2 separate regions of the Sus scrofa genome follow, and region 1 is linked to region 2. Evidence: chromatin contacts called from public Hi-C data. All regions are on one chromosome and are shown on one strand. The core of a region is the stretch at or near the end of the contact, and the rest is flanking DNA. Distances in the headings are between cores, read along the strand shown. Region 1 holds the start of CYTH3 (cytohesin-3). Region 2 has its middle 45 kb from the start of CYTH3.

Region 1 (6,389 bases), core at 3,842-6,341, 47 kb before region 2:
TTGTTTACATTTCCATCTCCCATCTAAACAAAAGCTCCAGGAATGCAGGAACTTCATCCGCTCCACTCACCACATTCACCCTCGCACCAAGCACAGGACCTGGCTTTTGGCAGGGACTCTATCAATATTTGCTGAATAAATAAATGTTCTGGCAAAGAAGATGCTCTAAGCACTCCCTACGAGCACCGACCAGGCCACTCTTCAAGCATTCAGAGGAAAGCAGTTAGTTTCCTGTGCAAAGACTGAAAAGGCATTTAATCGCCTGGTACACGTTATAATTGATTTTTTTCATATATAAAAACTCTCCAAAAAGCGAATCACTGTTGCAATATCTGAAACCGACATAACATTGTGAACCAACTAGACTTCAACTCTAAACATGCTATCAAAAAGGGTGTTTTCTTATCAGCATAGCATTTTTCCGTGAAACTGGCTTCCAGTCTGGGGACAGACACACTTTCGAGCATTTCAAAACAAACAGGCTCATAAGGAAGTTTTCCTTGGCACCTCCGTTTCCCATTTGCTCGGTGCCATCACCCTCCCGAACAGGTAACCATTGTTCTTAGTTCCTTGCTCAGCCGGGCCGAGAATGTTCAAGCACAGGAAAGCAGTTTCTCCTTTTTAGCAGAAATGGTAATAAATAATGCACATTTCCCTATACTTGGATTCTGTAACTTAGTCAAGTATTTTGGAAATCCCTGCCAATCCATTTGTCAGGAGCCTTCTCATTCCTTTCCACAACCTCCCGACCTCAATCACCGTGTGGGTATGTACCGCAAGGAACACTCGGGAGAGTCTCCAGCTTTCATGACACACAGTGCAATGAACACCCCCACAGGTGTACAAATATACCTGCAGGTTACATTCCTAGAACTGGTATTGCTAGGTCAAAGGGTGTTCACACTTGTAGCTTTACACACTGCTGCCCAATGCACCTGTATCTACTGGGGTCCACCCCAAGGAACACAAGTCCCTCCAAGGAGCTGGAACAGAGGGAATGTAAAACAAAGAACTGGCTGCACATAGGACAGGAAAGCTGAGACGTCATCAAGGGAAAGAACGGTAAGACAAGGCAGAGAGCAGCACCACGAACAACCCACCACCTCTGGGGCCAAAGGGGGAGAGAGCCCCCAAAGCTCCAGGGCTCGGCCAACGGGCAGGAGCTGGAGCCAGGAGGAGACCAACTGCCAGACACGGCTGCAGAAGGAGAGACCAGAATCCGGTGTCTCCTTTCCTCCTGCCTCCAACCTCCCACCAGCGGCTCCCATTGGCCAAAACCTAGCCCCGAGCCCGAGGCCGGAGCGGGAACCGCCGTCGGCCAGTGTGAGTTCCTGGGCAGGGGAAGGGCAAGCAATGGATCTGAGCCAACAGAACGCAGCCTGGTGCTGCCTCCTTAAGCGTGGTAACTAATTTACACCCCTATGGCCAACAGGTGTCCTAACCTGGCAGGTGAAATGTGGGATCTCAACCTCGTCTGCACCGACACTCATTCTACTGAGCGAGGTGGAGCCCCTTCTCGTGGGAAGCACAGACCTCACACAGCCTGGAGGTCAGGACTGGGGAGGGGCCAACCAGTCAAGTGAGTCTCCTCAGTGGCCACAGATGGTGGCCTCAGGAATCCCATCAGACAGAGCCCCTCACTGAGCATGAAGAGGGCGGCCAGGAGCCAAACTGGCCAGTTACCTTCCAAGCAGAGACCTAAATCAACAGCTATTCTAGAAAAACGGGGACGGCCACAAGCCCCCCCCCCCAGAGGAATTAAAAATACCTTCACTCCACATTATAAATAACCACGTGGACGTGTGATCCCAGCACCACCCCGGGTTCCTCCTTAGAACCACCTTCCATCATTCCCATCCCCTGCCTCTCTCCTCATCCTGCATTTAAAGAACCAATACGAGCACCCTGGACAAAAACTTCAATGATCCAAACAGCAAGCAGGAGTCGTTTTTAAAGTCGTCGAAATTGACCGACGCATAGGCAAAAAAAAAAAAAAAAAAAAGATCTTTTCAATGTTTCTGCCCCTGGCGTAGCTACTGTTTGCATAAATTATTTACTCTATGCTGTAAACAAGCTGAACCCGACTTCCCCACGTCCGGGCCAAAGTTCTGTACTATACTCTGAAAATACTCGAAAAAGGTGACATCTGCCAAATGACTGGCAACTGAAGCGATTCTCTTTCGAAGGGCTGACCTTTATTTTGAACAACAGGAATTTTAAAGCGTTTTTTAAGAAATCTAAATGGTAGTGAAAATGAATCAGCTGCAAAGAGGATTGGTCACTTCGAAACCTCCATCAAGAGCTAAATAGGAGTTCCCGTGGTGGCGCAGTGGTTAGCGAATCCGACTAGGAACCATGAGGTTGCGGGTTCGGTCCCTGCCCTTGCTCCGTGGGTTAACGATCCGGCGTTGCCGTGAGCTGTGGTGTGGGTCGCAGACGCGGCTCGGATCCCGCGTTGCTGTGGCTCTGGCGTAGGCTGGCAGCTACAGCTCCGATTCGGCCCCTAGCCTGGGAACCTCCATATGTTGCAGGAGTGGCCCAAGAAATGGCAAAAAGACAAAAAAAAAAAAAAAAAAAGAGCTAAATAGAAGCACATCAAATTTATATCATAATCACTATAGAAGGACTCTTACTTCAAAACTCTACACTTTGCCCTTATCCAAAAACATACTCTAAGAATGCCAAACACATGTAAGGGTCTTTCATCGGGCAAGGAAGAAAGGTTACCATATTAATAAAGATCAATAAACCATATGAATAAAGCATATTAATGAAGCATATTTATTAATAAAGCATATTAATAAAGCTTAATGCTGCAGGGGCATTTTAGTAGACAATCAACAAATATCTGGTCACTGCTGACCGGTCCAGTGAAGTGAATTAAATGATACACACATGAAAAACAATCACACCCCTTTTCCCACTGCAGGGTAAAATTTTTAATAAGTCTTTTTTTTTTTTTCAAAATTTGAAATAGACATCATTCCAGAAACTTGGAAAGTATAGAAAGTGAAAAAAATGAAGCATCCCTAGTAGGAGCAGCTTTTATATTCCTTTAGATCCCAATGTATAAATCTGCTTCGTTTTAAGGGCTGTAAGTATTTCATCCAATAAAGGCCCCATAATTTACCTCACCAGTCTCCGGTTAGGCACTGCGGATTCCAATTTTCTACTAATTTAAACGGCAAATGCCCATCTCCTGTGCATGAGATTTTTTTTCCTTTTGAAATCTCAAGACTGTATTCCCAGAAGAGCTATTAACAGCCCAAAGAACGTCTTCAGACGTTTGCGCCTTAATACTATCCTTTGCTACTGCACTCAAGACCTAACAGTGGCTGGCTTTTTTTCCACCGTCCTTCTACCTGCTCTTACCTTTAAGTTTTCTACATTTCTCAACTCACTGAGTCCAAAACGCCTTGCCAGTGAGTCGCAGAGCCAGCCGGCTCCCTCGACTCCCTTGTCAAACGTTTAAGTACTACAGCTGGTGGGTCTTCGTCTTCTAAAAAGGAGCCACTTCCCTGCCGATGCCCGGGGCCCTGCCCCAACGGTGACAGGCAGGAAGCACCGCAGTCACGGAGAATCCATCCCTTACAGACTCCAGACAGCAGCCTCGCTCGAGGAGGGTGTGTGCACGTGGGCTCCTTCTTGCCACGGAACTTTCCATCATAAACAACACACCCTCGCCGTGCCACAGGGCTACCCCTAGCTTCAACCGCGAGAACTGAACTCCACAAATGCCAGGACCTGGGCCGACGTCCCACCCTCACAGCGCACGCACTGCTTCTTGGGGTACCCACATCCTCCCCCAGAGCGGCCCTTCAATTCTAGAAGGCACCTTGATTAACCACTTCATCCTGAAGCATTCAATACTGCTGATTCTTAAAGGCAGCTGCTCCAGCAGCCTGTAATTAAGATTTCTCTCCCCCCCCCACAAACACTCCCTTATTACAAGGAGTTCTGATGAGTCCGTCTGTCAGCATAAAGGAGATATTTAGCAAAAGCAGGGAAATCCTTAACTTAGGACGGTCCTGGAAAACAGGGGCATTAACCCTTCGCTTCCCAAGCCAACGACCCACTCCATCCACGGCACCATACAGACACGTTATTCGGTTTTAAAGGCGTAATTCGCAGCATGACACAACAGTAATGTGTACTTCACTCAATAATGGACAACAAACGCCAATCTTCCAGCAAGAGGTAACTGAGCGTCGGAGAGACAGCCTGGTTTTCTGGTCGCACCTCTGAGCTCCTGCAGTGCCCGACTCCGACCCTCGGCTCCTCTTTTTTTTTTTTGGCTCACTCCATAACGTTTACTTCATTAAATGCGTGAGCTCTAGCTGCCCCCTCCCCACGGAAACGATCCACTGACCACTTCTGCCCTAAAGCCAAAAAACGGTCACGATTTTCAACCCTCTCCCCCGCCCCAGCCGCCCTTCTTGGACCCGGAGGAACCCCAATTCACAACTTTCCACTCCCGGTTTCCCGTGGCTTCTCCCCTTGCCACCACCGGAGACAAGACACCGAGACGGTCATCACGGGCGGTTGGACTCCGGAGGGCGTGGACGCCCTTGGCGACAAGAGGCGGGGAAGGTCGCCCCCAAGGTCCCCCGCCCGGGAAGAGAGACCCCCGAGCCCCGACTCGAGCCTCCGGGCGACCCCAGCCGGAGGGCAGACCCGGGCTCCCCCCGGACCCCGACTCGGGCTCCGCGACGACCCCGTCGGCCCCCGCCTCGGGGCCCCCGGACCCCCGCCTCGGGCCCCGGGGCCCGGCGCGCCGCGGGCCTCGGCGGTCACCAGCCTGCACCGGCGCTGCAGGACCCGGTCTCCCCCGGAGGACTAGACCCCGACCCCGGACCCGCCCTCCCCATTCCCGTCCGGCGTGTCCGCGACCCCCGCCCCAGGCCGCCAGCCGGGCCGACCACACCTCCGACACTCACCGCCGCCGCCCTCGCCGCCGCCGCCGTCTTCGTCCATCTTGAGGCCGCTCCCGCTGCCGGCGAGCCCGGGGCCGGCGGGCGAGGGGCCGCGGGTGCGGAGCGCGCGGACAGCCGGGAGACTCCAGCAGCGCGCGGGCCGGGTCGCGGCCCGGGCCTCCTCCCGCCGGGCGGGGCGCTCGCCGCTCAGCGCCGCCGTCACGTGGGCCGCAGGCCCCGCCCCTCCCCGGTGGGCGGGGCCCGAGGCCGCGCGGCCCCGCCCGCGGGAACCCGCCCAGACCCCACGGGAACGCGCGCGGCCCCGCCCGGGACCCCGCGCGGCTGAGACGCGACCCTCGTGGGCGACCTGCGTGTGAACCACCCGGCCCCGCCCCGCCCCGCCCGCCCCGCCCCCGCCTTCGAGCAGTCTCGGGACTGACGTGGGGTCCGGGGCACCGGAATGCCCACTCTGCAAAACCCAGCGGCGCCGGTGGGAGAGGGTCCTCGCACGTGCACTCAGGAGAAAAGATCGAGAAACGGATTTCAAAGTCAAGCCTTCCCCCTTCGGCTGGAGAAATTTCAGAGTAATTCCAGCCTTTCCGCTTTCTGATGTATAATGGAGGCTCTCCTTCCTGGCGATGAGTGTACTTTAAAATTAACACAGTGTAAAGCTTATAAATAAACGTTATCTTGAGGTCGGACCCGAAGCCCACGCAGGCACACCTGGGACCCACCCTCAGCGGGCTACGTAGGGATTGGCCAGTCTGGCCTCAGATGCGCTGGCACTTTTCGCTCCAGTCTCCCTTGGAAAGCTGCCAGCTGCCCTGGATTTAGGATGCAGAAGGAGCTCTGAATTCAATTTCCCGTGGGCACAGCCAGGGTCCCAAGCACAGGCCTCCTGGGCAGATGGCCTCAGCTTGCCCCTGCTCCAGATCTTCTGTGGCTCTCCTTACCCACACCACAGCCTTTTTTTTTTTTTTTTTCTTTTTTCTTTGTAGGGCCACACCCGCAGCATATGCAAGTTCCCAGGCTAGGGATCAAATCTGAGCTGTAGCTGCCGGCCTACACCACAGCCACAGCAACACCAGATCTGAGCAGCCTCAGCTCACAGCAATGCAGGATCCCTAACCTACTGAGGGAGGCAGGGGATCTAACCCTCATCCTCACGGCTGAGCAGCAGTGGGAACTCCTCCAACCCACATCTTGCTTCCAGTAACTCCTCTTGAACCACTGAATGTGGCCCCTCCCAAGTTTTTCTGTTCAATTTGCTTGAACTAAATTCCATTAAAGGAAAAGAAACTTGTCATGGAGGAGATAATTCATAGCTAATATAATTTTCCAGCAACTGTTTTATATTTACAAATGGCCCCTTGAGTTGAAGGAACTTTCTGCTGTTATTTATCAAAATGGACAGTTTTGGCTTTTTGGTTCAAGGTCGTTCGATGATGCCAAAGAGTTCGATCACGCAATAATCTC
Region 2 (7,192 bases), core at 3,842-6,341:
ACCGCTTTTATGAGCCTCACGGAGCCCAGGACAGTTCACGCGGATGGAGGGCGAGGTTACCAACACCAGACTTTGTGAGGCACACACATCCAGCGTCACCCAAATATAGCCAGTCTGACCTCTCTGGCTGCAAAAAGCAGCCCTAAGCGCTCTGACGTTCCTATCGTGAAACAGGAGAAGGAATGTCCTTCCCAGCTCATCTCCTGAGGACACTGCGGGCCTGGCAGGAAAGCATCACTTCCTGCCCATGACTGAGATGCATTACATCACAGGGGCCATGACTTCCAAGTCCTATTTTTAGAGGTGATGAGGAGGAAGCCAAGTCCGGCTTCGCGTGGGAAGCAGCCCAAGGGTTCTTCCCTGAGCCCGAAGGTCCAGGGGGCCACAGCTTCCAAGACCACCTCAGTTTCTCACGCCGACCTCGTGCACATCCTGAGTCGCCTCGTGGCCTCACAGGGGGCAGCAGAGGATGTTCCCAGGCAGCCTCTCAAGTCCAGCGAACTGTCCTGCCACCAGAGCCAAGGTCAAGCTGTAAACCTGAGTCTGTATTTCCCTTGGGCTGTGCTGAAGGCTGTAGCCCACGTCCCTTCCTACAAACCAGGTCTGGGGACAGCTTAAGAGAGGATGACGTGTTCCCAAAAGTGCAAGATTGAAAGAGACTCTAAAGCCCATTGCTCTTGGACAATAAAAATGCTTAGAATTCAATGAAAAAAAGGCCAAGGGCTCATTGTTGGTGGTTTTTGTCTTCCGTAGGGCCACACAAATGGATGTTCCCAAGCTAGGGATTGAATGAGAGCTGCAACTGCCGGCGTACACCACAGCTACCACAAGCAACTCGGGATCTAAGTCGCGTCTGCAACCTACACCACAGCTCACAGCAACACCAGATCCTTAACCCATTGAGCAGGGCCAGGGATTGAACCCACGTCCTCACAGACACTAGTTGGGTTCGTTACCAGTGAGCTACAGCAAGAGCTCCGGCATATATCTTTTTGAATTAGAGTAAAAACTATTTTTTTTTTTTTTTTTGGTCTTTTTGCCTTTTCTGGGGCCGCTTCCCGAGGCATAATTGGAGCTGTAGCCTCCGGCCTACACCATAGCCACAGCAATGCGTGATCTGAGCCGTGTCTGCAACCTACACCATAGGTCACAGCACCACCAGATCCTCAACCCACTGAGTGGGGCCAGGGATCGAACCCGAAACCTCATGGTTCCTAGCCGGATTCATTAACCACTGTGCCACCAAGGGAACTCCCTAAAACTACATTTTAAAACAAAGACCTGGAGTGTTGTCACTGCAACAGCTTGGGTGACTGCTGTGGTGCAGGTTGGATCCCTGCCCTGGGAACTTCCACATGCCATGACTGTGGCCAAAAAAAGCCCCCAAAAAGTTAAAGAAAATAAAGAATACCTATATATGTACATAAATAACTGAATGACTTTGTTGTATGCCAGAAACGAACACATTGTAAATCAACTATACTTCAATAAAACAATTTATTTTATAATGATTTTTGTTTTTTCCATTATAGCGGGTTTACAGTGCAAGAAAACAACTTTTAATTGAAAAAACTAGAACAAAATGTGGCTTTAAAGATTCGAAATCATGTAAAATAAAGGCAAGAGAGGGAAGGCCTTCTGTGCCCATGGCCCCTGTTCCACTCCCACATCTTCCATCCAGAGAGGAAGGCCTTGCTGTGAAGGTCAATGTTATGTGTCACCAGGACTGGGCCCAGGGACGCCCAGATGGCTGGTGAGACATTATTTCTGGGTGTGCCCGTGAGGGCGTTTCTGAAAGGGATTAGCATTTGAATCAGTAGGCTGAGTGAAAACTGGTTCAAACCAACCTGGGGTGGTATCATCCAAGACTCTGAGGGTCTGGATACGATGAGAAGGGCAGAAGGACCACTTCTGCCCCTTCTTGAGCTGGGACGTCCACCTTGTCCTGCCCTTGACATTGGAGCTCTAGCTTCTGGTCCTGGAGGGTTTTTGTTTGTTTGGGGTTTTTTTAGGGCCGCACCCATGGCATATGGAGGTTCCCAGGCTAGGGGTCTAATCAGAGCTGTAGCCGCCAGCCTACGTCAGAGCCACAGCAACGCAGGATCCGAGCCATGTCTGCAACCTACACCACAGCTCACGGCAACGCCAGATCCTTAACCCACGGAGGGAAGCCAGGGATCAAACTGGCCACCTCATGGTTCCTAGTCAGATTCGTTTCCACTGTGCCACCACAGCAACTCCCCTGGTCCTGGAGGGTGAAGCCATGCAACTTCCCAGTTTTCCAGCTGGTGCCTCTCAGCCTCCATAACTGCCCAAAGTAACTTCGCTCTTCTGATTTCATGTGCATCGTACTGGTTCTGTCTCTCTGGAGAAGCCTGACTTATACACGCGTGAGTAAGATTACAAGTGAGACACTAAGACAATCCCTTTTTGTAGAGCAAATGCTCACAGAAAACCATGTGCAAACTCATGAGGTTTTTTCCCTCCCCTTCAAGAGAATGGGGTTTTTGTCTAATATTGATGCGTGTTGAAAGTTAAAAAAAAAAAAAAATCACACACTTACTTTATTAAAAATCTTCTTATCTTTTTTTTTTTTAGGGCCCCACCTGCGGCATATGGAAGTTCCCAGGCTAAGCATCGAGTCGGAGCTGCAGCTACCGGTCACAGCCACAAGGGATCTGAGCCGAGTCTGCAGCCTACACCGCAGCTCTCGGCAAGGCTGGATCCTTAACCCACTGAGCAAGGCCAGGGATCAAACCTGCATCTTCATGGATGCTCGTCTGACTCAGTTCCTCTGAATCATGAGAGAAACGTCCAGATTTTATTCAATTACAATGTAAGCAGTCATATGTGGTAGAAGCTACTCTATTGGATAGTACAGGCAAGGTAAGTATTATTATTACTGGTTTTGGACAATGAATTAAAGTCTGAGGCTGGCACAGCCAGTGCAGCCTGAGGTTAGTGGAGATTTGAATGTGAAGTGGAGGCATGATTTTCGTCCTGGAAGATCCCCATCAACCACCAAAAACTAAACAGCATCATCCTCTCCAGACAAAAGTTTTTTTTTTTTTTTTTTTCTTTTTAGGACTGCGTCTGTGGCAAATGGAAGCTTCCAGGATAGGGATTGAGTCAGAGCTGCAGTTGCTGGCTTATGCCACAGCCACAGCCACAATGGATCTGAGCCCAATCCTTAGCCCACTGAGGGAGGCCAGGGATTGCAGCCTCACAGACACCATGTCTGGTTCTTAACCCCCTGGGCCACAACAGGAACTCCCAGACAAGGCTTTGATATTTTTTGCCCGCCCTTCAGCATATAGAGTTCCCAGGCCAGGGATCAGATCTTAACCACAGTTGCAATCTACGCCACAGCTGCGGCAATGCCGGATCCTTAACCTACACTGTTGGGCCAGGGACTGAACCTGCATCCCAGTGCTCCAGAGACACTGCTGATTCCACTACACCACAGCAGGAATTTCAAAGGTTTGATTCTGTGACATAATACTTGTCATTTTCACAAGCAAAAAGTCAATTATCAGTTCTTTCCCCACGCATGCCCCTCGTGCCTCGAGCCCTACACTTCAGTTACTTAATGAGGAACCAAGCTGAAGGGCAGGGCTCTGTAGGGCAGGGGTCTGATTTCATTATCTCACTGTTCCCAGCACCTACTAGGATGCTTGGTTTACAGTAGGCGCCCAATCAGCATTTGCTGGATGTTGAATAGGTATCTTGGAAAGAAGTGACAAGAAAAAAAACAAAACAACATGAAGAATGAACAATGTTCGGCAACTGTTTAAATCACGTCTCTGCCCATTACCAGCGATGCTGTCTGGGCTGAGATGAGAACCATCATCCTGAAGACTAAGAAATATTCCAGCGGTCAGAGTCACTGCCTCTTCACGCTGCAGGGGTGGGGGGGTCCACGTATGGATCCTATTAGCTAGTGAAACGGGCTGTTGCCTGATGGCGGCTGAAATGTTCTTAGAAACTTGAACATTACTGTTAGTTTTTCTTTCAATAAAACAGCCTCACCCTGAGACATCTTAAGACAACAGTAAATGTGGGGCAAATCACGTGCATAAGGGTATGAGCTTAAAACCCTTTGTAACATTAAAGACGTACGTTTTATAAGAAACTCAGGCCAGGTTTGGGCATCTTGCAAAATATCTCTACAGAGCTTTGAATATTATGTGTCTGAATCAAGCAGGAGAGAGAGAGCCACAGCCCAGCAATTTCTCTCCCAAGAGACTCAAACGGAAACATCTCACAAAGAGGAAGCCTGGAATTTATTCAAACAAACTGCTTTAATTTTAATAAGTCATAAGTGGTACTCAGAACATTTCCAAGAAATTCAATAGCTTGTAAGCTATTTATATATACGTTATTATCACAATTTATCGTTAAAAAAAACCCCTATAGATCTTTGACCAAAATGCACCGGAAAGAGCAACCATTCGTTAACATTAGAACAACAGCAGTTCTCAGTATTTCAACGGATTCTGATGTTTGAAGAACATTTCTCGACAGGACATCAAAGAAATCTACAGTTGTGATTTCTGTTGTGAAAAATTGGCTTGTTCTTGTGGAAAATTTCCCTTTAAGAGTCTCCCAGAGGCGCTCACACACGGAACAGAGTAGGCTCCCAACAAGCTCACTGAGGCCCATGCTGGATGAGCACACACCCAGACCCTATTAAAGGGGCCTGTCAGGGCTCAGCTGCTCTGGGCAGAAGTGAACATGCTGACAAAACCACCCGTTCTTGTTGGTACGTGTGAAAATGTGGTTTCAGATGCTCCCTAAAGACAAAACCACCAAATTAATTTCTCTAACACATGGACCTTCTTGCTGCACGGCATCCACTAAAGAGTTACAATGAGTTACAATCTTATCACTCTCGCTGAGCTTAACAAACCACAATGAAGTGGACTGACGCCAGCATTTTTACGTTCTTTTTTTGCTTAAGAATTTGGATAAACAATGTAACTGGGAAAAAAAAAACACAAAAAAACACAAAAACTTCCCTGAAGCGACACACTCTAAGTGAACACGTGGCTCCCTCTAGTGGCAAAAATGGATCTCACAGGCCAACCACAGGGCTTGCTTCACACCCCACCCATTCATGCCTCTCAAATTAGGCAGCTCCTTGAAATTACCCTGAATTCCTAAAGTGACTAAATACACACAGTCGGGGCCCTCGCATCCCATCCACTGCGGCTGGACCAGTGGGAGACAAGAATGTTCTATTGAAATCTGCCCAGGAGTTCCCATTGTGGCACAGTGAAAACAATCCAACTAGGAACCACAAGGTTGAAGGTTCGATCCCTGGCCTCAATCAGTGGGTTAAGGATCCAGCATTGCCGTGAGCTGTAGTATAGGTCGCAGAGTTCAGAGCCCGCATTGCTGTGGCTGTGGTGTAGGCTGGCAGCTGTAGCTCTGATTGGACCCCAGCCTGGGAACCTCCGTATGCCACAAGTGAGGCCCTAAAAAGACCAAAAAAAAAAAAAAAAAAAAAAAGTAAATCTGCCAGAGTAATGAAGGCAACTTGACCTTCTCATCCTAATTTTGACCTCACCTGCTAACTTAACACGCAATATGCATCTGTCCTTTAAAAATAAGTGTTACCAAAAAATAAAATAAAATAAAATTACCTTCAAGATATGCCCTGTACTGATGAATAGATTTTTTTCCTTTTTAAGGAAAAACCAGGTTTCTTCAGTCCCTCCAAGAGCCACATCAAAGTGTTTAAACTAGGAAAACGTTGATTTTTCCCACTGAGAGAGAAGGCAGTTTCCGGGAGAGGCCCACCCTCTCCTCCCCACCTGGCAGGTCCCTTGGCCTAAACGATTCTCATCCTGAACCAACCAGGCCCTTCCCTCCCTTGTTCCAGATCCCTCCTCTTCTCCCAGCGGAGGCCAGACCCACCGTGGTTATGGTTGTGAGCAGGGCGGGCAGCAGTCACACAGCAGCGAGGTCGCCTCTGAAAGCTGAGGACAAAGTTGTTGCTCCTTAGAGGCGGCGACAGGAAAATTTAGTTGTTTTTTTGGTGTCATCATCTTACATGATGTAAATTTTTTTAAGATGGCTAATTCCGACATTCCTGGACCCTGATAAAAATTTACTTATTTATTATTTCAAGGTCTGGACCTACAGCATATGGAGGTTCCCAGGCTAACGGTCAAATTGAAGCTACAGCAGCCAGCCTACACCACAGCCAAAGCAACACCACATTCGAAGCACATCTGTGACCTACACCACAGCTCATAGCAATGCTGGATCCTTAACCACTGAGCGAGTCCAGGGGTCAAACCCTCATCCTCATGGCTACTAGTCCAGTTTGTTATCTCTGAGCCACAATAGGAACTCCCTAATTCTTTTTGGCTTTTTTTTTTGTCTCTTTTTTGCCTTTTCTAGGACCGCTCCCGCGGCATATGGAGGTTCCCAGGCTAGGGGTCCAATCGGAGCTGTAGCTGCTAGCCTATACCAGAGCCACAGCAACGCAGGATCCAAGCCACGTCTGCAACGTTCACCACAGTTCACGGCAACACTGGATCCTTAACCCACTGAGCAAGGGCAGGGACCGAACCCCCAACCTCATGGTTCCTAGTCAGATTCATTTGCCACTGCACCACGACGGGAACTCCCCTAATTCTTTTTTTCTTAATGGCCACACCCGAGACATATGGAAGTTCCTGGGCCAGGGATCAAATCTGAGCTGCAACTAGAAGCCACACCACAACTGCAGCACCGCTGGATCCTTAACCTACTGTGCCACATCAGGAACTCCTCCATGACCCTTTTTAGAGACTGTGTGACAACTACAGGCAACGAAGAGCAGTATCAGAGAGCAGACCACGTCCGATCCAAATCAGTATTTGCGTGGAAGCAAAGTGAGGTGTCTAGATATTTTTGTTAAGGATCCTTAATAGAGGAGGGGGAGAAGCTGATTTTAACACTTTTAGTGTTTAAATGTTTTAAAATTCATGTATTCATCCAAACTTGACTTTACACAGTGGGACAGGACATGTGAGCGTTAGCAAGGACTCAACAAGGAATTAAGGCTGCAGGCCACTCATCTGAAGGCAGGGACCAGAATCTGGCTCGATTTACTCTCTCAAAGGCACCACAAGGCCAGAAAGTGAGTTTGTTTCCAATACTGCTGCAGTCTCGGTGTCTAGGTGAGTTCAGACAAGTGTAT

What was found. Hi-C and Micro-C count contacts between places; a contact is called where the count stands out from the background.
Region 1: a Hi-C map of subcutaneous adipose tissue shows a contact between it and region 2, with 2.3 times the contacts expected there. A contact is called at or near these places in 1 of 5 promoter capture datasets (liver), 13 of 47 Hi-C or Micro-C datasets (alveolar macrophages, embryonic fibroblasts, fetal heart ventricle and 6 more) and 1 of 2 datasets of targeted methods (skeletal muscle).

Annotation. Positions count from the first base shown.
Region 1 is chr3:4,899,277-4,905,665 of Sscrofa11.1, reverse strand. It overlaps CYTH3 (cytohesin-3), which reads right to left and starts at 5,091. Exons shown (of 13, transcript XM_021086079.1): 1 at 4,938-5,091. The coding sequence starts at 4,974.
Region 2 is chr3:4,851,545-4,858,736 of Sscrofa11.1, reverse strand. No RefSeq gene overlaps it. Among named protein-coding and RNA genes, the nearest start is that of CYTH3, 45 kb to the left of the region's middle.